Regions from separate parts of the Mus musculus genome. Here regions 2, 3 and 4 are each linked to region 1. The links are chromatin contacts, called in public HiChIP or PLAC-seq and promoter capture Hi-C maps. All regions are on one chromosome and are shown on one strand. The core of a region is the stretch at or near the end of the contact, and the rest is flanking DNA. Distances in the headings are between cores, read along the strand shown.

Region 1 (7,425 bases), core at 2,760-5,259:
TCTTTGACATGGAGCTGGTGTTTAGGAGACTAGGTCGGTCTTTATGTTTTCTGTCCCCTGTCCTCCTGCTTAATAATGCCACTGACGTTATCTATTGAGTGTCTTTGTGCTTCTTGGTTTTTCCTCCGCTTAATACCCTTCTCCTTTTAGATAAGAACCTGTGTCGTGCTTACCTGATGCTTTGAAATTCTTGCTGTATATATAGTTAAACATTCAGCCCTTACTGATAGCCTCCCAGTGGGCTTTTCTGTTTTTTATATATATATATATGTGTGTGTGTGTGTGTGTGTGTGTGTGTGTGTGTGCTTGTATACCACACACATATATGTATTATTTATTTATTTATTTATTTAGGTTTTTCGAGACAGGGTTTCTCTGTGCAGCCCTGGCTGTCCTGGAACTCACTCTGTAGACCAGGCTGGCCTCGAATTTAGAAATCTGCCTGCCTCTGCCTCCCAAGTGCTGGGATTAAAGGTGTGTACCACCACGCCTGGCCCTGGTATATTTTTTTTAGTTTGGTGTTTGGTGTGTGTGTGTGTGTGTGTGTGTGTGTATGAAATAAGTTCCGATACAGGTAGTTTGTAAACAGCTTTGGGAACTTAGCCAGTGATAGGTAGTTATCACCAAAGAACTGGGATTGCTGGATTCAAATTATGCATATTTCAGATTCAGATATACTAATAAAATTTTAAAAGTATTTTAATATTTATTCATGTGCTCCCTTATTGTATGTGTGTGAAAGTGGGCACGCATAGGGAGAGCCTAGGGCAACCTCAGGTACCGGTTTGTGGCTTTCCCCTCACTTGAGACAATCTCCGTGTTATTTTGCTACTTTGTAGACCAGGCTAGCTGGCCCAATTGCCTCCCCCTCCTTTCCTCCATAGAGTGCTGGGAACCCTCAGGCTAGCTATGTAATTAGCTTTATTTTGTTTTTTGGACACAGGGTTTCTCTGTGTAGCCCTGGCTGTCCTAGAACTCACTCTGCAGACCAGGCTGGCCTCACTCAGAGATCAGCCGGCCTCTGTCTCCCAAGTGCTGGGGCTAAAGGTGTGCACCACCAACGCCCAAACTTGGCTTTTAACAAGAATCTCAGGTCTTTACATTTGTGTGGAAAGCACTTTTGCCCACTGAACCACCCACCTCCCCAGTCATCTTTTGAGACATGTGCTATACCGTCTGATTTTATGCTGTTACAGACGGAACTAGGGCTTGCTAGTTTAGCATTTACCACCTGGGCTATATTCCTTTATCCCTTTGTGTTTATGGGCTTTGTTGTTGTTGTTTTTGTTTCTTTTCTCTTCTTCTTTTTTTTTTTTCTTTTTTTGGAGACAGACTCTCATGTAGTCTAAGATAGTCTCGAATTTACTATGTAGACAAAGCTGTTTTTCAACTCTTGGTCTTCCTGTGCCCACCTCCTAGGTGTGAGATGACAGTTGTCCATCACCTTCTAGTTGTTTATTGCTCCACATCCCAACAGAAGATTAACACTGGTGAATATAGAACCAGGAGAAAAGGCGAGTCTCCGAGCCAGTGAATAGACTCGTTGCTGGTTAGTTTGTGGTAACTGGCTGGCTGGCACCCACAAGCAGCCTATACACCTTTCCTGGCCAATGATCACAGGCAGCCATAAGCAAACCGGAAGTGCGCCCATCTCTAAAAGGGCATCATCTGTACATTTCACAGATATGAATATAAATAAAGTCTCATTGATTAACCCTTAGGGAGTCTTCAAAGGGATTGTAGGAACTCAGAATTGGATCCTAGTAAAAAGGGTTCTGAGAACTGCAACCCTTTCTGTCACTTGGACTGCTTTTGGCTAACGTTTCCTGTGCCGATCAGCAGAAACGAGCCTGTGTCATTTTGGCATTTCTTTTTGAAGTCTGGGGATTCATGGGACAATAAACGTGAGCCACTTTGCATTCCTGAATAATATTTAGTTGAAAGCTTACCTGACTTCGTTATACAGAGGACGCCCATGGAGTGAGTATTCATTCCACGGAAGCAAGCTGACCTACTGCAACAGCTATGTGCTTCACTCTTACGGTTGAGATGTAAGGTGTCGACATGCTAGCACAATAAATATCTTCAAATTCTTTAGGGGAAGGGAGAAACTCACTAAGGAAGCCACAAATTAGGATAGTTTGGGTTAGTCACTGGCTACATCTTGGCCATGTGAATGGGCCAACATAGAGAATTACACATTCGGCAGTGTAACTTTAGACAGGATCCCTCCACCCACTGAGAGCTAGGACCCTGGCTGATTATCTTACTGCTAATAGGCTGAGGCAGAATACAGGTTAGGAAGCAGAAACTTCCCTCAACAAAGCACAAAAACCAGCTTCCACGGGCCTTGGCATTATGGGAAAGACCTAGAAAATGAGAGGTTTCTCTTGAGAACCTCTGCCTCTCTCTGGTTGTCCGTCCCAGGTACACCTGGTTTTCCAGTTCCTGGGGATTTCAAGTGTCTGCAGCTGCATAAACTGTTTCATTGAGAATAAACCCCTTTCCTTTTTTTAAAACCCCCTTCAAGGCACGTGGAGTCCCCTTCTGGAAGCTTGATTCAGAGCTTGGTTCTTACTGTCTAGTTCTATTCACAACTTCAGCAAATGCCCAGGCACAGAAAATGTCCTGCCCAATGCTAGGTCCTGAAGTTATTACATTGGCAGGTCTGGTTAAGGGAATTCAGACCAAGAGGTGAAGGATTGAGCTCTGGGGCCTTTCTTCCTAAAATCTGCCATTTCAAAAGCATCTGCTTAGAGGCCTGGGAGAATATTGACAAGGTTGGCAATGCACAGCAGGCTGTAAAGGTTGAGGACGAAAGGCTATTTCTCAGACTGAGGACAAGGGACACTGCAAGCTTAGTGTCTTGACTCTGCCAAGGCTTTGTCGTCTTAGGAGTCTGACATCCGGCTCCTACCCAGGGCCGATCAGCACTTAATAGCTAAATAAATAAATGTTTGTGAGAGATCTACACCTCATACCAGATGGACCCTTGATCAAGCAAAGTGTGGCCACTGACTCCCGCCTTGGCCCCCTTCCGAGTGATTATTAACCCCTTCTGCCACCCCACCCCCCACCCCCGGTCCGGGACTGGGGTGGAGAACTTCCCGGGACAGAGAGTTGGAAGGAAGGGACTGGATAGTGGACGCAGCCATGTCCCTTGGATTTAAACCCAGAAGGGGACGCCAGATGCACAGGGCCCTGACCCCGCCAGTGCAGCCCCCTGACCCGGCGGGGCAGCACCGGTGATTCGGACCCCTAGGGCCCGCGCGGGGCTGACTGGCGGCGACAGTGGCGGGGTGGCCCTGTCGCTTCTAAGGATCAGGCCGGAGTTGCCCCGTGGGCCACTGGGGCGGACATGTCGCAGCTCTCATGGATAGGGACCCGCCTTTACTTTGCTCCCTTAGGCCCGCGAGGCCCTGGTGAGGTCACCGAGGGCCAGACTGAGCAGAAGGCTCGGGGGCGCCGCGGCCCCGGACACGCCCCGGACACACTCCCAGCGCTTTTTGCACACTTCCCCACCGCCGGGAACAGCCAAGGCACGGGGCGCGGCGTGGGGGGGGGGGGGTGGGGGGGGTGGGGGCGTTCTGTGCCCTTACTGTTTGTTGGGACTTCTTCCCAGGACAGCATTCCCCACCCTTTCCTCTCGAAAGTCTTGTGGTTTCCCTAGAAGACGGAAAGAGGTTGAGAAGGTTGCAGACTTTTTTTTCTTTGGCTTCTTTTTCCATCCAGAAAGCCCTCTAAATCCCCAAAGGGTCTGGCGGAGAGGGGACATCTCGGGCTGCAGAGGAGGGAGCGAGCTGTGCATTCCTCCGCCCTACCGCCTCCCACCTGGCCTCGTCGCTCCCCTCCCCCGCCCGGGCTCAGCCCCGCGTCCCGCCGCGGCCGCCCCGGCAGCTGCAGGGTTAAGCTCAGGAATGTGGCGGCGAGGAATGTGCATGCAGATGAGGCGGGCGCGGGGCGGGCCGGGGGCGGAGCGCATGCTAATCGCATGCAAATGAGCAGGCCAGTCGCCGCCGGGCCGTTGCTCCGCGGAGCTTCCCGGATCCGAGCCCAGACGGCGTCGGCCGGGGCAGCCTGGGCGCCGCGACCCTCGGCGGCCACAGGGGGACGGGGAGGAGGAGGAAGAGGCGGAGGCAGCGGCGGCAAGGAGGAGGAGGAGGGCTCGCTCGTCTGTTCCGACGCAGACATGGTGGACTGATCTCCGGCAGGGCTGAGAGCAGGGATCCCCGAGGCTTCCCCGCGCGTAGCTCGCCGTGCCCCTCGCCCCGCACGCCCCTCGCCGGCACCCGCGTTCCCGCCGCGCCCCGCGCCCGGTCCCTATGGAGGCGCCGCTCGCCGGCGAGGCCGCCGACCATGCCTAGGAGGGCCGGGAGCGGGCAGCTGCCGCTACCCCGGGGCTGGGAGGAGGCCAGGGACTACGACGGCAAGGTTTTCTACATCGACCACAACACCAGGAGGACCAGCTGGATCGACCCCCGGGACAGGTGGGTGGCCGGGCCCCGGCCGGGTGCGGGGACCCGCCTCGGGAAGTGCTGCGGTGGCTGTTGTCTGGGAGACCTGGAGGGCGCCGGGGGCGTGGGGCGTCGCCGGCCCTGCACCCCCCGAGGGGCTCCGGGGTAGGCGCGGGACGGTCGGCCTAGGCGCGGCTGTATCTGCCCGCCAGGCGCCCCTTCTTGGGCCCCATTGCCCACTGCCTTCCCCACACCCCTCGGGGACTTGTAGACACTCCCTGTCCCAAGGGAAGGGCCGGATTGGTGCCCTGGGTTGGCACCCTGAGTCCAGTTAGCCGGCTCAGGGTGTGTGTGTGTGGGTACTTGACCCCTCTCTAGACCTCCTGTGTGCTGTTTAAAGTTGGTCAGATGGAGGGAGAGGGCACCTTTCGACCTCTGAGGCACGCTGAGCTCGGGGCCTCCCGGAGGCCTAAGTGATGGTGAATTACTAGTCATCTGGGCCACCTGTGGCATCTCTCCTGCCTTACATACCTAGCTCCTGGGCACTGACTGCAAGCTTTTCCTAGGGCGCACCCCGAACCATGTCCTAGGGTCTGAACGTGGAGAGAGGGTCCCACTCCTGGCTCGACCTTCGTAGCTTTGCCCCTAAGATTAAAAAAACAAACCACTGTTTTGGAGTTTTGCTTCTAACCGTGGTTCCTCACCTGGAAACCTGGTCAGATTTTCCTTGTGAAGTGGCACGGAGACTGGAAGGGAACCTTGACCACAGCTGTGGGTAGCCCAGACTTGAAGCTTAGCCTAGTTTTTGCACAGCGATATAAGCATTTTGTTCTTACCTGGAGAGCTGAATGAAGCAAACAAGAGATCTAAGAAGTTCAGGAGCTGAACATTGGTGGACTGCTCACCAATGTTCTTTCTGTTTCTCACTCAACTCTCTCTTTGCTTTTAGAAGGAACACTTAGAATTAAAGTTGTTAGAGGGTGTGGACGGTCTCACACATCTGTCCAAACTCAGCACTTGTGAGGTGGAAGGAGAATCAGGAGTTCAAGGCTAGTTTGGGTTATTCGAAATCCTGTCTCAAAAAGAAAAAAAAAAAAAAAAAAAGGAATGTAGGGTGCATTTTTTTTTTTTTTTGTAAAATTTGAAATCTGTCCATTAAGGAGGTATTTTTGTTTTTTTATATTTTTCTAGACTGCCTCATACTGTATTGTAGCTCAGGCTAGCTGGCTTGGAACTCATTATGTAACACTGGCTGCTCCCAAACTCACAGCAATCCCCCTGCCTCAGCCTCTCCTCCGTGCAGGAATTACAGGTGCCAGCCACCACACCGGATGAGGAGTAGGGATTAGGGCCTCTGTGTAAATTCAAGTAGCATCTCTTCAGGGATGCCCCTGCCATTTGCAGTTTTAGCATTTCTAGAAAGTTCTATAGGCTTTTTATGCAATGTGATCTGAGGGGCTGTAGTCTTTTCTGGAGCTTTTCCTGCTAAGTCCCCCCCCCCCAGCTTGAAACACACTCTTCTATTTGATATTCCCAATCACTCATTTCCTACAACTATTGTAGTTGAAAGCTATTAAAAAGCAGTTATAAGAAAGTCCTGAACGACATAAATTTATGGAGCAATCCTTGTTAAATTATCCATGAAGATAGGGTTTAGGTTTCCCTCGAGATGAGGAAAGGCACCTGTGCCCGGGCCCCACCTCCGCACACCGCCCGGGCGGGCCATTGCTGGCTGGATGAAGGTTCTGACAGGAGTCACACCTCCATAGTCTCCCCAGGCAGATTGGCTGTCATAAACTTCATCATGCTCCAAGCCTGTTACTTATACGGTTGCACTTTGAAACTACTTAACGGATAGTAAACGTCGGTGTGGACGGTGTGCAAGGAACAGTGGTTTGTAGGGCACCTGTATAAATATTTGACTTTTACAGTTGTGCTGCAGTTCTGCGGATACTTGGAGTCTCAGGTTCACGGCGGTGTAAAAGCTTACGCTTTCTAAGCATTTTACAGCCTCTCCTGCCTCTGCTCATGGGCTTCGATATGTCATCCCGTTTGTCTACCAGAGAGGGTTATAAGACTATGCAAAGGCTGGGTGAGGCAAACAGAAGTTACAGGACTTGGCTTATCTGTATCACTGCCTTTTTATACAAGCCAGATGTGCCGTTTGTTTCAAACTGGAATGGACTGGCAGGTACTATGAATGCTGGTTTACCAAGTCCTGTGTTGGGGACCAACAGTTTTGACTAAGATGAATTCTTCTTCTTCTTCGAATTTTCCTTGTAGGCCTTTCAGTACTTGATAAACGTATGAATTATTAGAAAGATTTCTGAGCTTCTGTATGAGAACTTTAGAAGCTATCCTGTGACGTCAGCCACTGTGATATGTCAGTTTAAATTATGTTTTCTCTCAGTGCAGCTAAGCGACAGTAAGTCTTCCTACACAGCGTTAGAACTGATTGGAGAAGGTATTTGGAGTAACTACTAACTCCTGTTAATTTTGCTACACAGCCAACATATGGAAAGAGAGATTTCCCCAGGCCTGTAGGGCATGGGTGCAATCTGCGTGATCAGATTGCAAATCCTGAAAGCATAAGGGAAAATGACCCCAGGATGCTCTGGGTCTGCGGCAGTGGCGGTGGTGGATCTTTAAAGCCACTTGGTTAAAATGGTCAGAAAGATTCACCCATTCGCTGTTGTTCCCTTTCTTCCATGAAGAGTGAGTGTTTTGCTTCTGATAGTTCATCAGGAGTCAGCTAGTATTTCTGGTTGGACAGAGAGTTATGTTGAGTGAATGGGAGGAGGCTGGAGGATTCTGTGGTGCTATCATAATTGCATTAAAGGAGTAGTGGTACTAATTAGAGCAGGGGATCAGCCGCGTTTTCAGACATGTTAGGCTGTTGGAGTCAGGTCACATGGTGCAGACTTTGCCTGGGTGTATCACAGTGCTCAGCTGGGTTTCTGAATCAACTCTA
Region 2 (7,425 bases), core at 2,148-4,647, 2.0 Mb after region 1:
CTGTGAGAGTTTATAATTGTCTCTTTCTTCTTTAAGTCATGGGCTGATGTATGAATAGGTTGCTTTAAAAGAAGTATGACTTTTGAAATGCCCATGAAAAACACTAGTGTAGAATGATGTTCCCTATTATTTGCTTATTTGTGTATACATGTTCATGTGGGTAGTTGCAAGTGTACATATGCGCATGTGAGTGGTTTGAATGACAATGGCCACATAGGCTCATATATTTGATTACTTGGTCCCCAGTTGGTTGGCCTCTCTCTCTCTCTCTCTTCCTCTTTCTCTCTCTCTTTCCTGAATAAAGATATACACTCACAGCTACTGCTCCAGAGCTATGCCTGTCTGCCTACTGCCATGCTTCCTGCTATGATGGTCATGGATTGTAACCCTCTGAAACTATAAGCCCCCAATAAACTTTTTCTTCTTTAAGTTGCCTTGGTCATGTTGTTGCTTCACAGCAATAGAAAAGTAGGACAGTGTGTATATGAAAGACAGAGGTCAGCTTTGGGTGTCTTCTTCAATTCTGTCTTATTTTTTCTTTATTCTTGAGAATTTCATCCATGCATTCAACGGAAGTGATCATATTCAACTTCTCCCTAACCTCCCTCACATGTCCCCTCCCAACATCATGTCATTGTCTTCTTCTAAATAATATACTAAATCCGATCAGTGTTATCTATGTATGCGTGGGCGTGGATCCATCTGCTGAATCACAGGAAACTTAATTAGGGGCCATACCATCAAAATTAAAAAAAAAAAAAAAGATTCCCTCTTCGGTATTTATAAACTGCTAATAGCTTGTCAACAAGGGGTGGGGCCTGAAGAGAACTCCCCCTCCCCAAGTTTATATTGGAATATTGCTTGGTTTGATCTAGTGCAGCTAAGTCCAGCAGATGTGAGCCCATGCGGTGATACCCAGACTCTGCTCAGAAGTCAGCATCGCACAGAACTCCTTGCCATCCTCCTGCTGATCCTATTTTCTAACACTTCTTTGCCACCATCCCCAGAGCCTCAGCGGAGGTGGTGGTAAGGAGTAGATGAAGAAGTCTTGTTATGGGTGAGTGAGCACTCTGTAAACTCCAAGACGACTTGGGTTATTACAGGAAAACCGCAATTAAAGAAGTCTCCGAAACAACGTAAGCTATTGCCATTGCCAAAGTACATGGTAAAACCCTCTTGCTGAAGACACCATACCCCATGGCTTTAGGGCAGAGAGACACCAATCTCAAAGCGACTGGGAAATTGCCTCCTGCTATCTAGTTTTCACAGAGCCAGAAGGTGCAGTGCAGTCTGTTGAGTGGGGAAAGACATGAGAGCTTTTACCTAGTGCTGGACTCCACATATGACAATACAAACCTGGCCAAGCAACAAGTGCCCACTACTGCAACAGGGGCACAACTGTCATGGGGTAACTGCTTTCTGATTGGACTTTAAGCTGGCTCCTCAGGAGAGAATATCATATTTGGTACTGTAATCCTGGTCGAGAGCCCATGGATGGGGAAGTCATAGATAGGTCTTAAGGTAGAAGTCACCATTGTTATTTTTCTAGATGGCTAGGTTTTCAAATAGCTGTGTGTGTGTGTGTGTGTGTGTGTGTGTGTGTGTGTGTGTGTGTCAGGATCAGACTGCAAGTCTCGGGGATTCTCCTATGTTCACCCCCTCCAGCTTTGGAATGACAGGTGCAGGTAGCTGTCCTTGTTTTGTTATTCATGTGGGAGCTGAAGACTGAACTCAGGTTAGTATGCAAATTACATTACAATCTTAGAAATGGTCAAATTATACACATCTGAGAGAACTGTATTAAAATCAGATTATCAGGTTTGATTTGCACCTGTTGTACACACCTATATAACTAGAGTTAAATACAATTTTTTTTTTTTCAGGCACTGAGGAGCCATGAGTGAAAAAAGTTTTAAGAAGCCCTGTTCTAGGGAACAGCCTAAGATTGTGGACCACCACAATGAGCAGTGTGCCTTATTAAAGAATTATATTGGTTAGTGAAAATTAATGGGTGAGAATTTTGTGACTTGTTGGGAAAACTGTGACTATGATAAACTTGCTGTTCTTTAAAACCATACTGGTTCAGATATCTTCTGTTACAACTATTGAAAAAGAATCCTCATTAAAACGGGAAGCCAAATATTTAAATAAAACTTCCTTAGGAGCTAAGATTTACAGGAAGAAGCACAACATAGACTATTTTAAGCGACACGGTCTTCTGTGTCAAGTAAACTCTACATGTTATTTGATGTCTAACCAGCTGTTAATAGTTTCTTACCTCTATGTTTCACCTGCTACCATTAACTTTAACTACAGTCAGAAGTCAACAGGGTTCATGAAAAGGAATTCAAACTTTGCAGTTATTACATTGTCATGAATTTTACCAGTAATGCCATGTTTGTTTTAAAATCTCACCCTAAATTATTGTTTCTTTTGGTCTGCTTCTCAGACTTTACTGACTTCAAGGCTTTGAGTAGTAGTATCCTGGGAAGAGTCCTTTTGTTCCTCAGGCTTATCTGATGCTCTAATTTGGGTTCTGGGTTTTGATGAAGCCCTTCTCATGTCCTAGCGCAGGGGTTCATGCTGTCAGCAGATCACATCACTAACATTAAATCACTTGGCTGCTTTCTTCACGGTAATCTTTTGTTCTTTCCTTTCCGTATTCTTATTATTCCTAATAACCGGAGTGAGGGCCATCCCCTTGGCAAACTCCTTGTATTTACTAGCTATTGCCGGAACCAGGACGGGTTTCGGACCCTCAGGGGACGTGTGACAATGGGTGGCTTATTTCACAGGAATTGCCACCTTGCTCACAAAGGCAACACTGACTGATAGGTAATTCACTGGGTTTGGGAGAGCATCTCCTATGGTAAACCCTCCGTCACAGTCTCATCGACATGCCCTCTAACGCCCCACCGCTGCATCCCCTTCCAAAGCATCCTGCGGCGCGCGCGGCGGCGGAGGACGTGGGGCAGGAGGAAGCACCTTCGGACCAAGCTGGAGGTGGAGGACGCGGGGCCTGCGGGGGTGGATGGGTGTGGGCTACTTCTGCTTCCCTCTTTTCCGGGCTACGTGCGTGCTCTCAGTCACAAAGCCATGCACCGGCGATTGCGGCTTCTCCAGAGGGCTAAAAGGGCTTGACTCCACCCAGCAGTACGTGCCTAGCTCGGCTCGCATCATGGCCGCCGCCAAAGCGCAAAGGCCAGGCCTTCCACCCTCTTCGCCCACCACCTTCACTGCGCACGCGTGCTGCGGCCGCCTGGGCTTCGCTCCCAACAGGGCGGACCCAGGGGGAGGTCGGCCTGGCCAATCAGCTGGCAGGCCGCGCAGCAGGCTCCGCCCCCTCCTCTTTTGCTTGGGGTTCCAGGCTGCACATGTCAGTGTTTGGGTACGTGAGGCCGCAGCGGGGCTGGGGACATCGCGCTGGGCAGAACCAGGCCGTGGGAACGCTCCCAGGCTGGGGAGCGGCGGGGAGGAGCCGCGGCCCTGCAGGTTCCCGAGAGCTTTAAATTCTCCCGAACTGGGGCAGTCCCTTGCATTCTTACCGGCCAGTGTTGCCTCTCTGAACTCCCGGGGACACTTGTCATCTGCTTTAGGTGGGCGATGCTGTTGCTTAGTTGCAACTTGGAGGTGAGACTCTCGCCCCTTTAAGTCCTGCAGGCTAGATCTCCCAGAGGTCTGTGTGTCTTAGGAGCTCTAACAAACGTGACAGTGACAAACTGCTGGGTTACCAAGTCAAACCTTGTCAGATCTTGTTTTCTTTTTTTTTCCGTGGAGGGGTGGATTTTCAGCTCAGAGGGCTCGAGCGGGACAGGACAGTGACAAGCTGTTCTTTTCCTGCAGGAGGATGACCTTAAGAGTTTGCTGGAGACAGGAGCATCAGTGAACGCACCTCCGGATCCCCAGGAGCAGTCGCCTGCTCACCTAGCTGCAGGTGGCGGCCTTGCGTGCTTTCTTCTCTGGCAGCTGCAAACAGGTGCTGACCTCAACCAACAGGTAACTAGGTAACCGATTGTTGCTATGTACAACCCTCTCCTCCACCCAGTGTCTGCACGGACATTTCCTAGATGTCCGTTTCAGTTGGTATAAACAGGCATATAGGAATTTCCAGGAGAAAAATACATACTGCAAGATGGTAACTTGGAACTTTTTAGTATCCACATTAATAAAACAAAAACAAGCCATGGGATTTCTTTTAATAATCTAATCCCAAATACTCTTTCAGTATGTAATTATATCAGCAATGATTTATGTGTATTTTATTTTGCTCTTGTACCACGGTTCCCAATTCAGTGTGTATTTTACTTTTATGGCATAGCTCAGTGAAGTCGAACCACATTTCAAATATATATATATAGCATGTATTTACTGTACTTTTAAAAGTACTTGCTATTGTCCAAGTTCCAGTCAACCAGGAAATAGTATGTGGGAAACATGCCCACCATCAATTCTTCCAGTAGTCTTCATCTTCATTAGAGTGTGACGAAGTTTTTAATTGTAAACCTTTGGCTTCTATAGAACTCTATAGTGTGCTGGCATTCCCTTAATTTTTTAATGTGTGCAAATATGATGGCATGTTTTTATTAATGGAAACTTTGTATTAGCACAGCAAGAGAACTTCATGAAAAATACAATTAGTGGAATAATCCAGTTGTTACAAGGTAGTTTTCACTGGCTCCCTCAAATAGCTGGTATTACTTTGCCCACTGGCTTCTACAGAATGTTAGGGAGACCCTAATGTGCAGTCTTGTCTTACAGGATGTCTTGGGAGAAACTCCACTCCACAAGGCAGCAAAGGTTGGAAGCCTGGACTGCCTGAGCCTCCTTGTGGCCAGTGATGTCCAGATTGGGTGAGTCTGAAATCAGTGGTCTGAGGCTTTGTGGTTTCTTGGATTAAATTAACCATACTCCTAATTATATATGATCTTAAAAATAATACTCGCCTAACTGGTAATATAATGTTATCCTTCCAGGAATTGAATATTATCAAATAGAGTAAGTGGAAACAGATGTTCGGCATCCAGAGGTGCAAGTCTTCATGGCATTCTACTACAGTTTTGGCTCAGGAAGACTTTTCCTATAGAAGTTCTCACTGGCTATCTACTGAACCATATAGTTAAATACAGTGAATTTGAACACCAAATATTCTTGTAGTTAGATTCTTTCAATAGTGAAATATGATAATGGAATAAAAATACGATAGACTGTCCATGATATGCGGTGTGCTAGTCACTGAGCATACAGTGAACAGAATTTAATTTCCTTGATCTTTCTTTGGCCCAATTCCGGTGTGATGTGTATGTATGTTCTCGAGAGTGTGAGACCTCTTTTATCCTGTTCCCTGTGTTGATATGTATTCCAATTTCCTCTACTAGAAAAATAATAAACAATAATTTTCACTTAACTCAATTTTTGTCTAATTTCAGCGTATGCAATAAGAATGGGCAGACAGCTGAAGATCTTGCTTGGTCATATGGCTTTCCAGAATGTGCCAGGTTTCTAACAATGATTAAATGTATGCAGACGGCAAGATCATCAGGTGAGCAACAGGAGCGTGACCCCCGTGCTCCTGTGCTGAGACAGAAGCGGAGTTTCAGGACTGTGGAGAGTGGAGTGATGAAGAGAAAGTGTTGGTGAGTGCCTCATGGTGTGGCCTGCTTTCTCCTTAGGATTGGCTCTCCTGGCAGACTTGATTGTTGCACTTAATGTTGGCACTCTGATCTAAGGTCCAGTATATTTTTGTTTTTTAAAATTTTATCATTGGTTATAGTTACTGCTGACCAGCTTCTAGAGACCAAAAGTTTGTCCTGTATGGTGGGAATTTGGGGACGAGACCTTCTTTTAAAAGTTTTTTAAGGTTGTGTGTTTGTGTGTACACACATTCATGTGCCTGTGTGTGTGGAGGCCAGGAGAGGACCTGGGACCCCTTGGAGCTGGGAGGCCAGGCCAGGCATTTGTAGTCTGTCTGTCTGTCTTGTTGCTTGGGAGCTGGGATACAAGCTCCGGTCCTCATGATTATGGAGCAAGCGCTCCTACCACTGGGCCATTTCTCAGGTCCCCTTAGAAATATTTTTAGTCTCAACATGTTTGTTTGTTTGTTTTTTTTTTCTCTCCAAAACAGATGTCTTGTTGGGCAAGAGGAAAGAAGAGGCTTGAAGAAGAGCTTCACTTCAGACAGATCTACAAGCCATTGCTTTGGCTCATCACATGATGAAACTCCTGAGGAGGAAAACTTTCTTCTAAGTGAAGAGAACATTCATGAATACATGTATTTACATGACTACAATATTTTGGATGTGCATGTTTTTTACTTAACTTATTAAAAGAATATTCAAGGAATTAAAATTTCTGTGCATTCTTTACTACTTTTTAAATCACAGCTAAGATTTAAAATTATGTATGCTTTTATTAACATTAGAACAGCTCTTTTATATTCATAGTCTTGCCTCCAAGATAATTTAAAGAGCATTAGGTCGTTGAGGAAGGCATAAGTTATAGTATGCATCCTTGTTCCAAAAGTCTGGACTCTTCCATCCACACCAGCCCTAGATTTGGGAGAAAGGAGAACAAATCCTTTACAACACAAGACTCCACAATAGAAACTGTATAATATCAAGCTCTGTCAGCAGGACTTTGGCATAAGACTCAGATACTGATGTAATTAAAGGATTTTCTAAGTGAAGAAAAATCACTTGTATCCTGTGCTAGACAATCAGTAAATTGCTCCGGAATGGGAAAATGTTGCTATTATCTAAAGAAATTACATTTATTTTGTGATTGTGAAGGCCTGAGGACCACTTGCAAGAGTTGGTTCTTGTCTACCATGTAGGCTCTAGGGGTCAAAGTCAGGTCATCAGGTTTGGCAGAAAGTGTTTTTATCTGCTGAGCCATCTCACCAGCCTGTCATATGAGAATTAGCTGGCTATAAATCAATTTATATTTGTACCTCATGTAGTTGATACAATGTTAACAAATACTTCCAAATTTGCCTCAACTTCCAACCTTTAGAATTATGTTACATGTATGTAAGTGAGAAGCAGCCACATCTTCATAATGACTGGTGTTTTGATTATTGATTAACCGATCCTAGAATTATTAAGGGCATATGTGCATTTGTACATGAGATGCAGATCCTGGAACTGGATTTACAGGTGGCCGTGAGCCCCATGACGTGTACACTGAGAACTGAGCTGGAAACTGAACTCTGTTCCTCTGCAGGAAGGGCAAGAGCTGCTGGCTGCCCACTCATCTCCCCAAGTCTGATCTTAAAAGGAAGAAAGTATATTCTGCTCTCTTGTTTTTAAGACATCGATGAGACAACACAACTGCATGTGCTATAAATTCTGTAAAGGAAATGTGTCATGTTCTATTATGAAGCTTAGTCAATTGCAAAGCTTTTATAAACATTTAGTCCCGTGGTTTCTG
Region 3 (7,425 bases), core at 3,361-5,860, 1.8 Mb after region 1:
CTGGATGATCTGATGATCCACCAAAAATTGATTAATGTATTTATTCAGCCAAATTGTGGTAGGTCATTGAAAGACTAAACAGATGAGTTATACTTACTAATAAACACACATCATGTATGGGGCAGGGGTGTGGGTGGTGGGATGGCTCAGGGGTAAGAATATTTGTATCTCTTCCAGAAGTCCTGAATTCAGTTCCCAGAACCCACATCTGGTGGTTTACAATGCCTTTATCTCCCTCCAGCTCCATGGGATCCAATGTCTCTTCTAGCCACTTAGAGTACTTCACAAAAACATAAACATTAAACGAAAAAAATCCCCACCCCCACCCCCACCCCCACACATGCACACTGCTCCTTGTTTTCTCCTGAGGGTATCAAAGGGGGAAAATACAAAAACAGCAAAAGCTATATACAAACAAACAAAGTTCAAATTTCAATCCCCAATACTGTCATGTGGAGTAGCCTAAGCTAATCTCTTGGAGGGTAGGAAGACAGTGCCTTTTGTGCTATGTGCCAGCTGGCTCCCTGTCCACTGGAGACCCAGACAGGAAGAGCAGAACTTGCACCTGAGCCTAGCCCATACCTGACATGTCTGACCTGTACTCCGCATTCATAGATGACTTATGCGGAGGTAGTTCATTATGCAAAGGCGAGTGACGTCATAGTCTCTGGATTTCAGTTTTAGGATAGACCTTTGACAACTATTTGTCCTGGTATGCACTGATTTCACTTTCAGTAATTTAAAATCTGTTTCTTTTTTAAAGATTAATGACTTTGGATAATTTTTCTTTTTTTCTTTTATTTAAAATAGATTCCTTTCTCCCATAATATATCCTGATTATGGTTTTCCTTCCCTCTACTCCTCCCAGGTCTTCCCCACCTTCCCTCCCATCTGGGTCCATTCCCTTTTGGTCTCCCAGTTGAAAAGAAGAGACTTCTAAGAGACAATAATAAAATACAACATAATCAAATATAATAAGACAAAAACTATCACATCAAAGTTGGGTAAGAGAAGGAAAAGAGCCCAACAGAAGGCACAAGAATCAAAGACCCATTCATTTGCTCATCAGGAATCCCATTAAAGTAGAAGCCATAATATATGTGCAGAGGACCTGGTGCAGACTCATGCAGGCCCTGTGCATGCCGCCTCAGTCTCTGTGAGTTCATATGAGCTCTGCTCATGTTGATTTAGAGGGCCTTGCTTTCTTGCAGTCCTCCATCCTGTCTGCTCTTACATTCTTTCTGGCTCCTCTTCTGAGGGAGTTCCCTGGGTTCTGAGAGGAGGGGTTTGATAGAGACATCCCATTTAGGCTGACTGTTCCAAAATCTCTCTGACTTTGCATAAGCTTTCAATATGAACATTTTTACTTACAAATATGGAACACCACTCACTATAATTTACATATGTTCTGAAATTGCATTGAGAGGTTCACCATCGTGTAAACATTGCCAATACATTCTTAGACAAAGACGAGTGATGTCCACCTGCTTTGTCTGGCATTTAAAAACGGCCATTTCTTCCTTATCTTCATTGGGAGTTCAGTCAGAAGCCACTCATTCCCACTTACATTTCTACAAGATGGTAAAGATTGCCTTAGGGCCTGTCAGAATGCACTAACAAAAATATATACGTGAGATTACTTTCATTTTTAATAGATTTTTAAAAAATTTATTATGACAGTACACTGTAGCTGTCTTCAGACACACCAGAAGAGGGCATCAGATCCCATTACAGATGGTTGTGAGCCACTATGCGAACTCAGAATCTCTGGAAGAGCAGTCAGTGCTCTTAACCGCTGAGCCATCTCTTAAGCGCCCAAGACATTATTTTTTAATTTTCTCTTTCAGCCCTTAAAGCTGATGGGACATGGGGGTTAGAGAGGTGGCTCAGCAGTCCAGAGCATTTGTTGCTTTTACAGATGACCCAGATTTGGTGCCCAGCACCTACACTGGGTGGCTTAAGTTCCCGGAGACTCGATGGCCTCCTCTGAACTCTGGCCTCGTGGCCACATACCAAGTGTACACACCTCCACTCAGGTCCACACACATACACATAAAATATATATAATAAACCTTCTCAAAGGAACTGTTAGGACCCTACAGTGACTACAGGAAAGGGATATTCCAACTCAGATTTAAGGGACTCCAGTTACAATGAGGCACTGATTTTGTGCCTCATTTTCTTCAATGCTTTCTGAGGTCAGTCACGCCCTTCTATCCCTTGGTGTTGCCTCACATCAGTGATCCTCCTGCCATACACACCAGAGCTGGCCTAGCAGTAAGAGAGTGTGTGCTCTGAGGCAGTTGTCAGACTGTGGGTGTGCACATCTCCAGCCCTGCATTACTCTTGGGAACCATACTTACTTCAGTTACAGAGTTGGCCTGCAGTAAACCTTAGGCCAGTTTCCCCTTGCTAATTACACTCACTCCGTTCATGCCAGGGCAACAAGTGTGCTTCTGTTCTCACAGAGCAACAACACTGGACATTCTAGAGCACGGCACACTGGTCTTAGACTCATGGGCTTATGAAACCCTGTTTTTGCTCCTTTGGAATGTGAAATGATAAAGCCATTGAGTTCTTCAGAAATGCTGTGGTACAGAAGTTAAGTGTTGAAACTGAAGGGAGTCTTATGTGGAGAGACACCAAATCCTAGTTCCAAGGTCTACTAGCTTTGCGATTGAGTCAAGTTCCTCTAGTGCCTCTATTTCTCCATCTGTCATCAGGCTCGACAGTATCTGTTGGGGTGGAGATGAAATGTCTAGAGCTTTTCTCTGTAATCACATTTGGTATGAGAAACTCATTATCTTCCTACGTTTTCTTAGCCCATATAAAAGAATGTGATGTTCTGTGAACACCAACTAATATTAAAAAGCGACAAGCTTGGGGTGGGAGAGATAGCTCCGTGGTGAAGAGCACTCAGTGGTCTTACAGCGGAGTCAGGTTCAGTTCCCAGCATCCACATGGTCACGCATAGCTGTTCCTACCTACAGTTCTGGGGACCCCATGTTCGTTTCTTGCTGAGAGCACCACATGCACACGGCACACAAACAAACACAGGCAAGCAAAGCGCTCGCATAAAATAAAATTTAAAAATCTTTTTAGAAATCCTTTTAGAAACATGAGAAACATACTTGTCTTTAAATAGTTATAAAAATAATTCACTTAAATACTACATTCTATTAGAATTAAATTTTAGGTATGCTTTTTAAATCTATGACTTCGTCTCCCACTTGAAATCCATATGCCATTGGGGAAATTTATTATGAAGACCTGGAATGAATACATGGGTGGATTGTTAATGTATACCTGTACCTTTTCTTGAATAATAACTTTTTTGTGTAATACTTTGTTTTAAGCAAGCAAGTAAGCAAGCACTTTATTCATGAGTATTGTGACTTTTTTCCTTTTTTTTGATGAAATGGCACAATACTTATTACAGATGGAACAACCCCTTTACAGAAAAAAACAAAACAAAACCAAAAACCCAGTGTAGCCACAATATATAACACTGCATTGTAACACCTATGTTACTTGTCTGCTACTCGGAGGGCACTACCCATCACCATATTAGCGAACACTGCAAACCTAGGCTGCACACCTTTGATTCCAGCACTCTGAAAGCAGAGGCAAGTAGATCTCTGGGGGGGTCCAGACTAGCCTGGTCCACATAGTGAGTTTCAGGATAGCCAGGTTTACACAGAGAGACCCTGTCACAAAACAAAATAGTACAAGTTAAAGAACCTGGACTTCTTCATCTCAGTGTCATGGGGGTGCTAGCTCCTTATCTGTCAAGCTTCTCTTATTTTCTTATTTCATTTTTTTTTTTTTTTTTGTCTTCTCTACTCTATCTCCTCTCCCAGTGTCTTCAGAAATCCTTCATTTCCATCATCCCTCTAAGACAGTCAACACCCTTTATGGGCTTTGGCAGCTCTGTTACAGTATTGAGCAGCATTTGGACATCTTTCATCTCAGCAAACATCGTCTGTAGACTACCGGCTGCAGTCAAGAGAGGAAAGGAAAATATGTTCTCTCAAAATTCTTTGAACCAGTTTCTTTTGCGTGGGTAACAGCTTTTGTACCGAGTAGTTGTTGGCAACAAAAACACAAAATCGGAGCCAAATCGATTGTGGCAGCTATGTACACTCTCTGGCACTGGGGAGTCTTTCCATAAGTAAGTGGGAACCACAGGCTTCGCTTGACTCCTCCAGGTTTGTCTTAGTCCCCTACCCTTGGGCAGTGGAGTGGGGTCCGTTGGAAGAAAGTAGTAAAAGAGAGGATCAGGGACAGTACGAGGTTAATCAGAGAGCTAGAGAACAAGGCTGGCGTCTGGTATGGGGCTGTAGGCAAGGCGAGGAGCGGAGAGACGAAAATAAGGGGGTACCTGAGCGGAGCTCAACGCAGGCTTCTGACACCTGCAGCAAAATTTTCCACGAACAGACGCGGTCCCCGGGGGGCGGGGGCGGGGCTCGGGAAGTAGCGGGGTCCACTGCGATTGGTCGCGCCCCTTTCCGGCCGCCCCCGCCCCGGGTGGGCGGGGCGACCCCGCCCCACTGTCACTCAGCCGCAGGTCCCGCCCCCGCCCCCGCGCGTCTCGAGCCCTTGGGGTTTCAGTCCCCCTCGCGGTCCCGCTACCTGGGCGCGCCCGGTCGGCGGGCAGCTGCGGGCCCGGCGCGGGGCGGCGGCACCGAGGCGGGAGGGGGGGCGCGGCGGTGTCTGTTGGAGCGGTTCCCGCTCAGGGCCGCCGGCGAGGGCATGAGCGCGGGCTGCCCTTGCCTCGCGAGCGGCGGCGGGAGCGGCGAGGCGGCGGGGCGCCGCGCACAGGCCACGGCCCGGGGCGGCGCCGGGGGGCTGCGGGCCGGGAGATGAGCCTGTCGCCAGCGGCCCAGGAAGCAGCATGCACCGCGATGCCACCGACAGCAGCGGCGCCCGCCGCGGCCCCACGTCCGCCGCAGACGCCTGCCGCGCTGCCCGGGGCTCCGCGGACCGGCCGCGGACGGCGGACGGCCCGGGCTGGGGCTGGCGGGGGCCCGCGGCCGTGGCCGCCCTGGCAGTGCTGGCGCTGTGCTGCCTGGTCCCAGGCTGGGGACCGGCGGCGGGCACGGGGCCGGGCGCCGTGCTGCTGCGCCTCAGCCTGTACCTGAGCTGCGCCGCGGCCGCCTTGCTGCTGGGGACACTGGTCTCGCTCGTCTGCTGGAGCCCGCGCGCCCAGCCGCCGGACTTCGTCTCTTCCTGGAGCCGGCTGGCGGCGACCGTCCGCTGTCCGCTGCGGGTGAGTACCGGTCTCGACTGCCTCGCGTGCCCGCGGCCTCGTGCGCGCGCAGACCCCGGGGGGCTCCGGCCGGGTGGCCCTCCGGCAGCCGAAGCCCGCGGAAGACTGGGCTGCGCGGGCTTGGTCACGCGCGCCGTTTTAGGCGCTGTAGTTAACTCATCCACCATCCTCTGCACAGAGAGATCCATCCAGGCGGGTCTCCGATGTTGAAGTGCAGTTGGTGAGTGCCGAGAAAAATCCGCTTACAGCACCCACGGGAGGCAGGCTTCGCATTCATCACTGATGCTCCTGTTTGGTTCTTCGATCTGTAGTGGTTGGGAGATAACTTTATGACGGCTTACAGAAGAGAAAACTTGGTTAGGTCACCCAGTCCGAGGGAGCTCACTCAATGGGCCCCGTGTACTTCATACCTGTAAGGTCCTGTCTTCCACCATGTTGGTTAAGTTGTCATGCAGCTCAGGTGGATGTCTATTTGAGGGGGTTGAGGGGGTGGCATGCTCACCAGGAACCACTGTCGTTTGTTAAGAGGAAAAGCTGTCCTCAGGCAGGTGTAGGACATCAGGGTTGTGGTTATGTTGCGGAACGTAGGAAAGAACTGGATTTTCAACGTGCTTTGCCCTCCTTCCTACCAACCCTGTTTGCCTTAAATCAAACTTTACCTCCAGTCTGTTTATAATAACCCTTTAAAAGGACCTTCATTTTACCGGACTTGGCTGATTGATATCTTCATAAAACTAAAATTGCCCGAGATCTTGGGAGCCAGAGCAATGGCAGTGGCTCAACTTCATAAAAACGTTTGTTAGAGTGACTGCTGTCCCCAGAGTTTCTATTTGCTTATGGCATGAACCGTTTATTACTTTCTGGAAGAGCTTCCTACTTTTCAAAATGACTTTCCAGAGCCTGTCACTTCAGAATGGCATCCTCACTCATTAGACTCAGGAAACACAGCGGCAGTCTCAAAAGAATAGCAATGCCTGTTCCGCTTAGAAACTTTGATTTGGCTAAACATTTGTGACTATCGTTTGCATTTTAGAGTTGGTGGGTAGATGTGTTCTTCCTTCTATTCTTTTCTCAGTTCTAATAAGTAAGGGTCCTAAAAGTTTACCAGTTAGGTTTTAGACCTATATAAGGCACACCACAGTTTAAATATTATACATACAAACATATACTAAGTTCAGTATAAATTTATTGAGCATCTTTTATAAACTAACTCTTACATGTTTTTGAAGTTTGGGTTGAATTAGCAAGCCACGTAAAAGTCCTAGTCAATGCAGATTATATTCCTGTGAGGAGCCAGACAAGAAATAAGATAATTTTGGATGGAGTTTATAAAACAAAAATGAAACTAAGAGCTGAGTAGTTGTGCATGAATGTAGGTGAAGGAAAGGAGTGCAAATGGTGGGCCAGGTTCACAGTTGTGATATTATCATTTACCTGTCAGGTCCCCAACCACCTCACTGCAGGGATTGCCTCTTGGTTTCCTTCAGGGCGTACACCATCACACCTGGTTTGTTTCTGAGTAAGGGGAAATTTAAATTGTCATCCAGGAAAATGATTTTGCAAATGATTTAGGGGAAAAAAAGTCCAGCAAGTGTAAACCTGATTTCAGGTTATAGAAGGGGTACATTTTAACCTGGGGAAAGGTATTACTGGCTATCCCATTTCAACTCAAATCCTGGTGACAGCTTTACCTAAGATCATCAGGAAGCTACTTTCTAAGTTGCAGATCAAAAATTGAAGGTCGGGCTGGCAAGATGGCTCAGCGGGTAAGAGCACTGACTGCTCTTCCAAAGGTCGTGAGTTCAAATCTCACAACCACATGGTGGCTCACAACCACCCGTAATGAGATCGGACGCCCTCTTCTGGTGCGTCTGAAGATAGCGACAGTGTACTTACATATAATAGTAAATAAATAAATCTTTGGGCCAGAGTGAGCAGGGACTGAGCAAGCGGGGCTGTCTGGAGGGAGCAGAAATCCTAAATGCAACCCCCAACAACCACATGAAGGCTCACAACCATCTGTACAGCTACAGTGTGCTCACATACATAAAATAAATAGATAAATCTTTTAAAAAAAATTGAAGGACATGTTAGTCGCAGAATATTCAGGTTTTCTTACAGGCGATGCTTACTCCAGCCCCACCGTTTGCTGTTAT
Region 4 (7,425 bases), core at 3,134-5,633, 1.4 Mb after region 1:
ATTAGGAGTTAAGACTTAACAAAGTAGTAGCCAAAGTAACTATTGCTTTTCTTTCCAGCCCACATGTGCTAGACTGAGCGGCACACAGGTACTTTCAGTTGGGCTTCGCAATAACACCGGGATATAATGGTTCCTCTTTAAATCTTAATTAAATGGAGCTCAGAAGAGAGTTTATCACTTTTTAAGTAACAGAGCCATGACTCACGCTCCATTCTACAGTCTATAGACTGCTCAGCATCATATATCATATAGTTGCGACAACACTAAAGTTAATTTCAATGGAACAAAAATCTGTAAGCCCAGGTTCTCTGATTAAGATGAGATTTAAAACATACAGTATGGTAGAAGCTGATTATTCAAAACTGAAATAAAATACACAGATGTTCTTCAGTATTTTGTGGGTGACTGTCTCTAGAACCTTCCTCAGATAGCAAATTCAAGTTCAAATCCTTTGTATAAAATGGTGTATTATTTACATATAAGCTAAGCATCCCTACTACTTATTACTAATGATACCTGTTTTTACGTAGTGTTGTTCGGGGGATGATGAAAAGTCTATACATTTCAATACAGATTCAATTTCTAGTCTCTCACAATTCTATTTACAGTTGGTAAAGACCACAAATACAGGTTAATACTTACTGCAGTTATTGCAATGAAGAAAACAGTAATAATGATTATGATGTTTCTCATCCCACCAGGTAGTTTATTTATAAATGTATAATACCTGGTTAAGCATTTGTTAAAATATTTCCTACGTGTCTACCTACCTTCTTATTGATAGGAACATGAAGCCACTGTAGCCTGGCAGAATGATTTGAGAAACACCAGGATTCTATTTACTACCTCTCAGCGAGGACAAAGAATCAGGAGCACTTTCTTTTTTTTTTTTGGGGGGGGGGGTGTTCCGAGACAGGGTTTCTCTGTGTAGCCCTGGCTGTCCTGGAACTCACTTTGTAGACCAGGCTGGCCTCAAACTCAGAAATCCGCCTGCCTCTGCCTCCCAAGTGCTGGGATTAAAGGCGTGTGCCACCACCGCCTGGCTGCGAGCACTTTCATATTAAGTAAATGAAACAGAAAGAGCACTTGTTTCACAATCATCTGGTTAAGAAAAGATTTCTTAGTATAATCAGTGGTTGGCTTTCTTTGTTCTAAAATCTGTCCCATCTGGTCTCAGTTCCTTTGGGGGTTCATTGACCTGGCTATTGTCATTCAGCCTGATAAAGCCAACCTTCTAATGTTGAAAATATAGTGAGAGTGAAAAGAAAGGTGGAAAGGAAAAGAAAATATGGAGAACATATTGTCTCATAGGAACAAATAAGTCATCTCGTTTTCTTGTTTCTGGAATGGGACACACAACCAGGGAGGCAGACACCTGATGAAGCCCTGACATTGTGCCACAAGCTAGAAAAAAATGTGATGCTTACTATCTGCAAAGGGTCTGTCTTGTCCTCTCCCAAGCGAAACCCTGAAGAGGATAAAACTATACGCTCTTAGGGATGTGTAAGAATTACTGACCTGTTTGAAAACAATTTGTTGTTGTTGAAATAAAAGTATAGAGTGGAAGATCCTTGATGTCTTTTATAAAAATTACAGATAACTATGTAATCTACTGATTATCAACTGTATGAAGATGTTTCATTAAACCCTGAGCGTATGAAGTAGTGGAAGAGGCAGACTCTACCCCTATCCAGAGCTGTTATGTATGTTCACTGGCATTTAAAAACAGCAGCAAGGTAGACATTAAGCAGTCCATGTTCTGTTCTTACTAGATAATTTCATTGTACTTTAGCAGAATGAAGACCCTCCCCAGGTAATATTGAAGGCCAAAACAAAGAGACCAGAACAAGGACTATTATGTAGAATGTCACACATACTATTTCATCTGATCTTTACACAACCCTCTGAGCAATATAGATTATGCTTTATTTATGAAGAAGCTGGTAGGCCCCGGGCTCCTGGCCTCAGACAGTCAGATGATGATGATGGAATACCCTTTCCTCTCCAAACTTTTTTTAATCTGTTAAATGACTATATATAAAACAGTACTCAAGAATGTAAGAATTTCCACATCGTATTCTACCTCTATCACTGGGGTAGAACTTTAATATTATCTAACACGAAGATCAGAACTAATGCAATGTGTTTGAAGAAAAGACTGTGTTGTAACTTTAGAAAGCGCATGAAGTGAATGTGTTGCTAGGTTTGAAACCATAGAGTGGCCCTGGACCCGCTTCTATCAGATAAAGATACAGAATTCCTACTTAAAACAGCAGGAGGCAGAACCTTTCTGCAGGACCACAAAAGCAACCTGATTTAATTAGGTGCAGGATTTCACTTGTTACTTTGTAGCAGTTCGATGGCTACATTTCAATAAACTTCCACTCACTAAAAAAACACCTTCTCACTTTCCAAAAGCCTTAGTCTACTGGACAGCAAAACAAAGCCATTCTTTAAAGCTTCAACACCAGGTTGTCACAGGGTTCTACACTCCATACTTAGGGCTCCTGCCTGTGGCCACCATTAACATATCCAAAGTAACTTCCCAAAGGCTGGCCAAACCCCCAGCTTAGCATCTCCTCTGCTATTGTGTATACTCTTACTGTAACGATGGCCCCACATTTCCCACCCACCCCAATGGGTTGAGTAGTCACTTGTGGAAAAAAAAAAGCCAGTAAGGAAGGGAGCCAAGCTAAAGTTCGAGCCTACTGTTGTTTGCTCACAGTTCGGTAGGCAAACAATAAACAAGCAAAAGTAGAGGATATGACACGGCTGCTTTCAGGAAATGCCTGCCGCAAAGGGAGGAATGGGAAGATTCAGCTAGGAATTGCTAACTAAGGGAAACCTCCGTAGCAGCTCCTGTTCATAAGCTAATGTCTCAGGGGGAGAAAAGGTGAGCCAGTGGACTCAGAGGGCTGGAAAGAAAACCCGAAAAGGACACAGTATCCAATATTGCCTGGAGAGCTTCTTCATTCTGCTAAAAAGGGGGGGGGGCGGGGGGAGACAGCCAAGACCCAGGGTTTGGCTTCGCTAACCCGGTTTAGAGGATACGGTTTTACACTTAAGCCTTCAGGGTAAACATGAACATCTAGAAAACTGTTTTTGTTCGTGTCTTAAAGAGAGCACTGGAGAGGGGTCTTGGGCGGGAGACAGAGACCTGCAAGGAGGCTGCTTCAGTTCCCTGAGGTGGGCACAAGTCTGGCAGACACGTAGAAAGTCCACAAGACTCCGAAGAGGGGCCAGGTACAAATCTGTCAGACTCGTAGGTCTACAAGGCTCGGGGACTAACGGCGGAAGAAGTTGGGTCCACAAGAGGTGCCTGAGAAGGACGTTTCCTGGGTGACTCAACGGAGAATGAGGTAAAGACCCTGCTGTTCAAGTCGAACTTCACAGACTAATTAATAAGCGCGAAGAAGGGACAGTAACCGAGCATGGCTCAAGAGATGTCAATGCAAGCTCCTACAGTGACTTTGACCAACAAAGGAATGAGCTGGAGTATTCAAGGAGTAATGCTTAAAATCAGCTCTCCGCAAGAACCAAAAATCACAGTGCACTGGAGAAAACTAAAGGTGGAGATCAAATGCTCTTGTAACAGAGGGAGGCTGGGTCACTTAGAGCCGCCACAAGGTCAGCATCAGCCTAGCTTCCAGGCCCCAGGGCAGAACTTCCCCTATCCATCCTCTGCTACCGAGTCCACACCTCGGCCTGCAGATCCAGGATCCCGCCACCTCCCGCCACTCGGCTTCCAGGTTCACCCCCACACTATGGCCTCACCCCCTCCCGCCCCTGAAGCTCTGTACCCCGGGCGATCTCCAGATACCCCCCTGACTCCGCCTTTAAGCCTCAGCGCGGCCCGTGTGCCATGCTCGAGGGGTCTGAACCCGCTCCGGCTCACCCAGGTTTAGGGACACCGCACCGGCTCACCCAGGTTTAGGGACACCGGTTTGGCCTCCCGGGTCTGGGTTCTCAGCTCGGGATCGCGCTCCCGGCGCTGTTTCCAGCTTCTCTGCCTTCAGTGTTTGCCTGAGCAAGCCTGGAGGCAACACAAAGGATCCTCCGCCCAGATTGCCCGTTTCCCCCGCCTCCTCCAAGGAGCTGCAGACCCGCCAAAAGAGCGCCAGCTCCGGGGGACAACACAGGCCTTCGAAGGCGCGAGAGCAGCAGACACTCACCGTACCGTTCCAAGCTCCCCGCCGCAGGACACTGCGCTTTGATCCCACCAGCACCAACACTGCAACTGCAGCAGCAGCAGCAGCAACAGCAGACTACCGCCGGTCACGCCCCACGCCACGCCCCTTCTCTACCTCCCCGCCCCATCCCCCCTCACACACCCCCCAACACCTCATCTCGCACACGCCAGTCGCGATTGGTGGTTTCAGCCCCGACTGAGCCCCGTCTCGTAGCGCAGGCCCCGCCCACCCAGGGCAAGCCTAGGGCCCCGCCCCCTCCGGCTCCGCCCCCTCGCGCGGGTTTCAAGCTCTGGTTCCCGCCATCTCTGGCTCCGCCAGCTGCCGCCTCCGGCCGACTTGCGCCACTTGAGGTAAATTTTAGAGAGGTCTTTCGGCCACGCCTGATTCCGGGGGCGCCAAGATGGGCGTCTAGGGAGGCGCCTCTGCCAGTCAGAACTCTGGCAGGAGAAAATAGAGCTGTGCCCCGCACTCGGTAATTCTACTTCCTCTCAATTGCACCGAGGCCTTTCTTCACTTCCGTCCACCTCTTGCTCCCTCAGTGAGAGGTCCTGACTACCTTACTGAAATCTCTGACTGGTTTACGTCCTATTTCATTCAGACTCTGACTCTGGGAAGTGGGTTTTGTTTTGTTTTGTTTTTGCATAATATACGAAAACACGAGCACAGCGATCAGCATCGAATTTCAGGGGCCCAGAATATTCTTAAGGACAAATGTACTCCAGAGAGCAGCCTCTTGCCTTCACCGCCTTTGCTTCGTTGGATGTAAGGGACTGACGTACACGTAGCCACACAGATGTCTACCGTTCGTTGCGTGTGGAATTCAAGCTCTTGCATTTCCATAATACATTTTTTATTTTTTCCAGTTCCATCAAAGGCTTTAAAAGGATAAGTGGACGGGCAGTGGTGGTGCACGCCTTTAATCCCAGCACTTGGGAGGCAGAGGCAGGTAGATTTCTGAGTTCGAGGCCAGCCTGGTCTACAGAGTGAGTTCCAGGACAGCCAGGGCTACACAGAGAAACCCTGTCTTGGGGGGGAAAAAAAAAGAAAGAAAAAGATAAGTGGTTTGCTCTCATGAAGAGCCATAGTGGTTAAATGTAGATTCCAGAAACAAATTGATCTATCATTATCCCTCCCAAAGTAAGTTAGAATCAGCCATTTTCTGTTGGACTTTAGCAGTAGGATGCATTCAACCCTCGCAGTGCATCGTGGAGGCTGTAGTTCACAAGGAAGGGTCTAATTGAGAAACCCCTTGTGCCCGGACCCCTCCCTGTGCTAAACGTTCTTAACAAAGTGATACCTTAGATAAGGTATCCTCAGCAGTTTCCTGCCGTTAATGTTGACTTCATCTAGAGAAGTTCGTTAGAGCAAAACATCTGGAGGTGATAGTTTTCATCTAAGCCCTGTAATTTCTCCTCACTGTGGGGACTCAGAGGGACCTGAAGCCGCCCTGTAAATGGGGACCCAGAGGGACCTGAAGCCGTTCTGGGCCTCAAGAGAGAAAGAATTCATGAAAAGCAATGTGACTGCTTTCCAGGAGCTGGAGTAAGATGGCTTTCTGAAGTGATCTAAAAGCGGGGCGTGGTCACTCTCTTCCATTTGGCGAGAAAACTGAACTAGAAGTATAATAGGTAAACGTTTTAGGGCCTACATCTGCAAGAAGACTTAGCCTTCATAAGCTAAATTACTATAGCAATTACATGATAAGTTAATCATTTGTAAAAATGGTGTGAAGGTCATTTATCTGGTAGAGTTTTGCTCTTTGGGGTGGGAGACCAGGGAGGAGGAAAAGAACCAACACCTGAAACAGTATACTGTTATAGGGTTTCTTATCCCTCCTACTAGTTTTAGGGATATTTAAAAAATGACTTCTGGGGCTGGAGAGATGGCTCAGCAGTTAAGAACACTGACTGTTCTTCCAGAGGTCCTGAGTTCAATTCCCAGCAACCACATGGTGGCTCACAACCATCTGTAAAGGGACCCAGTGTCCTCTTCTGGTGTCTCTGAAGAGAGGGACAGTATGCTTGCATACATAAAATAAATAAATAAATCTTAAAAAAAAATACACCTTCTGATTCTAGGCAGTAAATAAGTGGGACAGAAGAAATTCAGTCTTTTATATTTAATTTCTTAAGTTGTTACACATTCTAGAAAGTAAGCTTATATAGTAATATGTTTGTAAGTAAACCTTAATAGCGTACTTTAAGATGACTACTTAAAGATGAATACTTAAGTCGTAGATATTGTATAGAGGGATTATAGAGTGCATTTAAAAGGTGGTGAAGGATTGGTTGGGTAGTTAAGAAAGAGCTCTTGCTCTTCCAACTCAGGTGGCTCATGCCACTTGTAACTCTAGCTCTAGAGGACCCAGCACCCTCTTCTGACTTTCAAGAACACAATCCACATTTACACAAATACACGCAGATAAATAAAGTATAACAAGCGTTCATAAATGATAGCATATTAAGAAGATGTTGGGATAATATAATAATAATAATATTAAGAGCTTGGGAGATGGCTCAGTTGGTAAAGTACTGTCTGGATAACCATGAAAACCTGAGCTTGCATCCCCAGCACCCATGTAAAACACCTGGTGTTATGGGAAGGTAGAGACCATGGGATCCCTGGAGCTTGCTGGCAGCTGGCCTAGCCCGATGGATGAGCTCCAGGGTTAGTGAAAGATCCCGTGTTAAGAAATAAGGTGGAGCCGGGTGTGGTGACACATGGCTTTAGTCCCAGCACTCGGGAGGCAGAGGCAGGCAGATTTCTGAATTCGAGGCCAGCCTGGTCTACAGAGTGAGTTCCAGGACAGCCAGGGCTACACAGAGAAACCCTGTCTCAAACAAACAACAACAACAACAAACAAAAACAGAGGGATTGAGGAAGATACCCACCATTTTTTTGGCCCACATGCACACTCATGCACAAAAGTGCACGTGTAACATATGCATGTGAACGCAGGCACATAAACATGTGTATATACACACAAAATATTGTTGAGGATTTTAAAATAAAAGAACATCACAAAAAATGGAACTATGATATTTCCAGTAAACACAATACTGATGAATTTAATCTCAGGGTTGAGGGAGAGGTTGGAGTAGCGGTTAATTGCTAATTATATAAGAAACTATGGTATGTGTAGTGGCACATGCCTAAAATCCCAGCACTTGAGAGGCTGAAGCAGCTTGAGGCTAGCCTGGGCAACCATAAAAACCTCTTATCTCATAAATGAATG

What was found. Promoter capture Hi-C pulls out the DNA fragments that hold promoters and counts their contacts. HiChIP or PLAC-seq counts read pairs in DNA pulled down with a chosen protein or histone mark.
Region 2: a FOXA1 HiChIP or PLAC-seq map of pancreatic cancer cells shows a contact between it and region 1. The contact joins the promoter of Ankrd37 here to the promoter of Wwc2 in region 1. A contact is called at or near these places in 2 of 39 promoter capture datasets (liver and pre-B cells), 2 of 115 datasets of contacts at active chromatin or transcription factors (astrocytes and pancreatic cancer cells) and 1 of 9 other capture datasets (adipose tissue).
Region 3: a promoter capture Hi-C map of pre-B cells shows a contact between it and region 1, with 5 times the contacts expected there. The contact joins the promoter of Snx25 here to the promoter of Wwc2 in region 1. A contact is called at or near these places in 2 of 39 promoter capture datasets (liver and pre-B cells), 1 of 484 Hi-C or Micro-C datasets (embryonic stem cells) and 2 of 9 other capture datasets (adipose tissue and liver).
Region 4: a promoter capture Hi-C map of liver shows a contact between it and region 1, with 4 times the contacts expected there. The contact joins the promoter of Casp3 here to the promoter of Wwc2 in region 1. A contact is called at or near these places in 4 of 39 promoter capture datasets (the 3T3-L1 cell line, liver and pre-B cells), 1 of 484 Hi-C or Micro-C datasets (pre-B cells) and 2 of 9 other capture datasets (adipose tissue and liver).

What each region holds. Positions count from the first base shown.
Region 1 is chr8:47,987,128-47,994,552 of GRCm38.p6, reverse strand. It overlaps Wwc2 (WW, C2 and coiled-coil domain containing 2), which reads left to right and starts at 4,009. Exons shown (of 23, transcript NM_133791.5): 1 at 4,009-4,487. The coding sequence starts at 4,357.
Region 2 is chr8:45,995,822-46,003,246 of GRCm38.p6, reverse strand. Ankrd37 (ankyrin repeat domain 37) reads left to right here and starts at 3,397. Exons shown (of 5, transcript NM_001039562.1): 1 at 3,397-3,630; 2 at 3,844-3,996; 3 at 4,759-4,850; 4 at 5,427-5,633; 5 at 6,122-6,339. The coding sequence starts at 3,604. The coding sequence ends at 6,122. Ufsp2 (UFM1-specific peptidase 2) reads right to left here. Exons shown (of 12, transcript NM_138668.2): 12 at 6,289-6,545. The coding sequence ends at 6,459.
Region 3 is chr8:46,149,626-46,157,050 of GRCm38.p6, reverse strand. Snx25 (sorting nexin 25) reads left to right here and starts at 4,610. Exons shown (of 19, transcript NM_001372342.1): 1 at 4,610-5,269. The coding sequence starts at 4,895.
Region 4 is chr8:46,614,249-46,621,673 of GRCm38.p6, reverse strand. It overlaps Casp3 (caspase 3), which reads right to left and starts at 4,383. Exons shown (of 7, transcript NM_001284409.1): 1 at 4,173-4,383. It overlaps Primpol (primase and polymerase (DNA-directed)), which reads left to right and starts at 4,447. Exons shown (of 15, transcript NM_001001184.2): 1 at 4,447-4,540.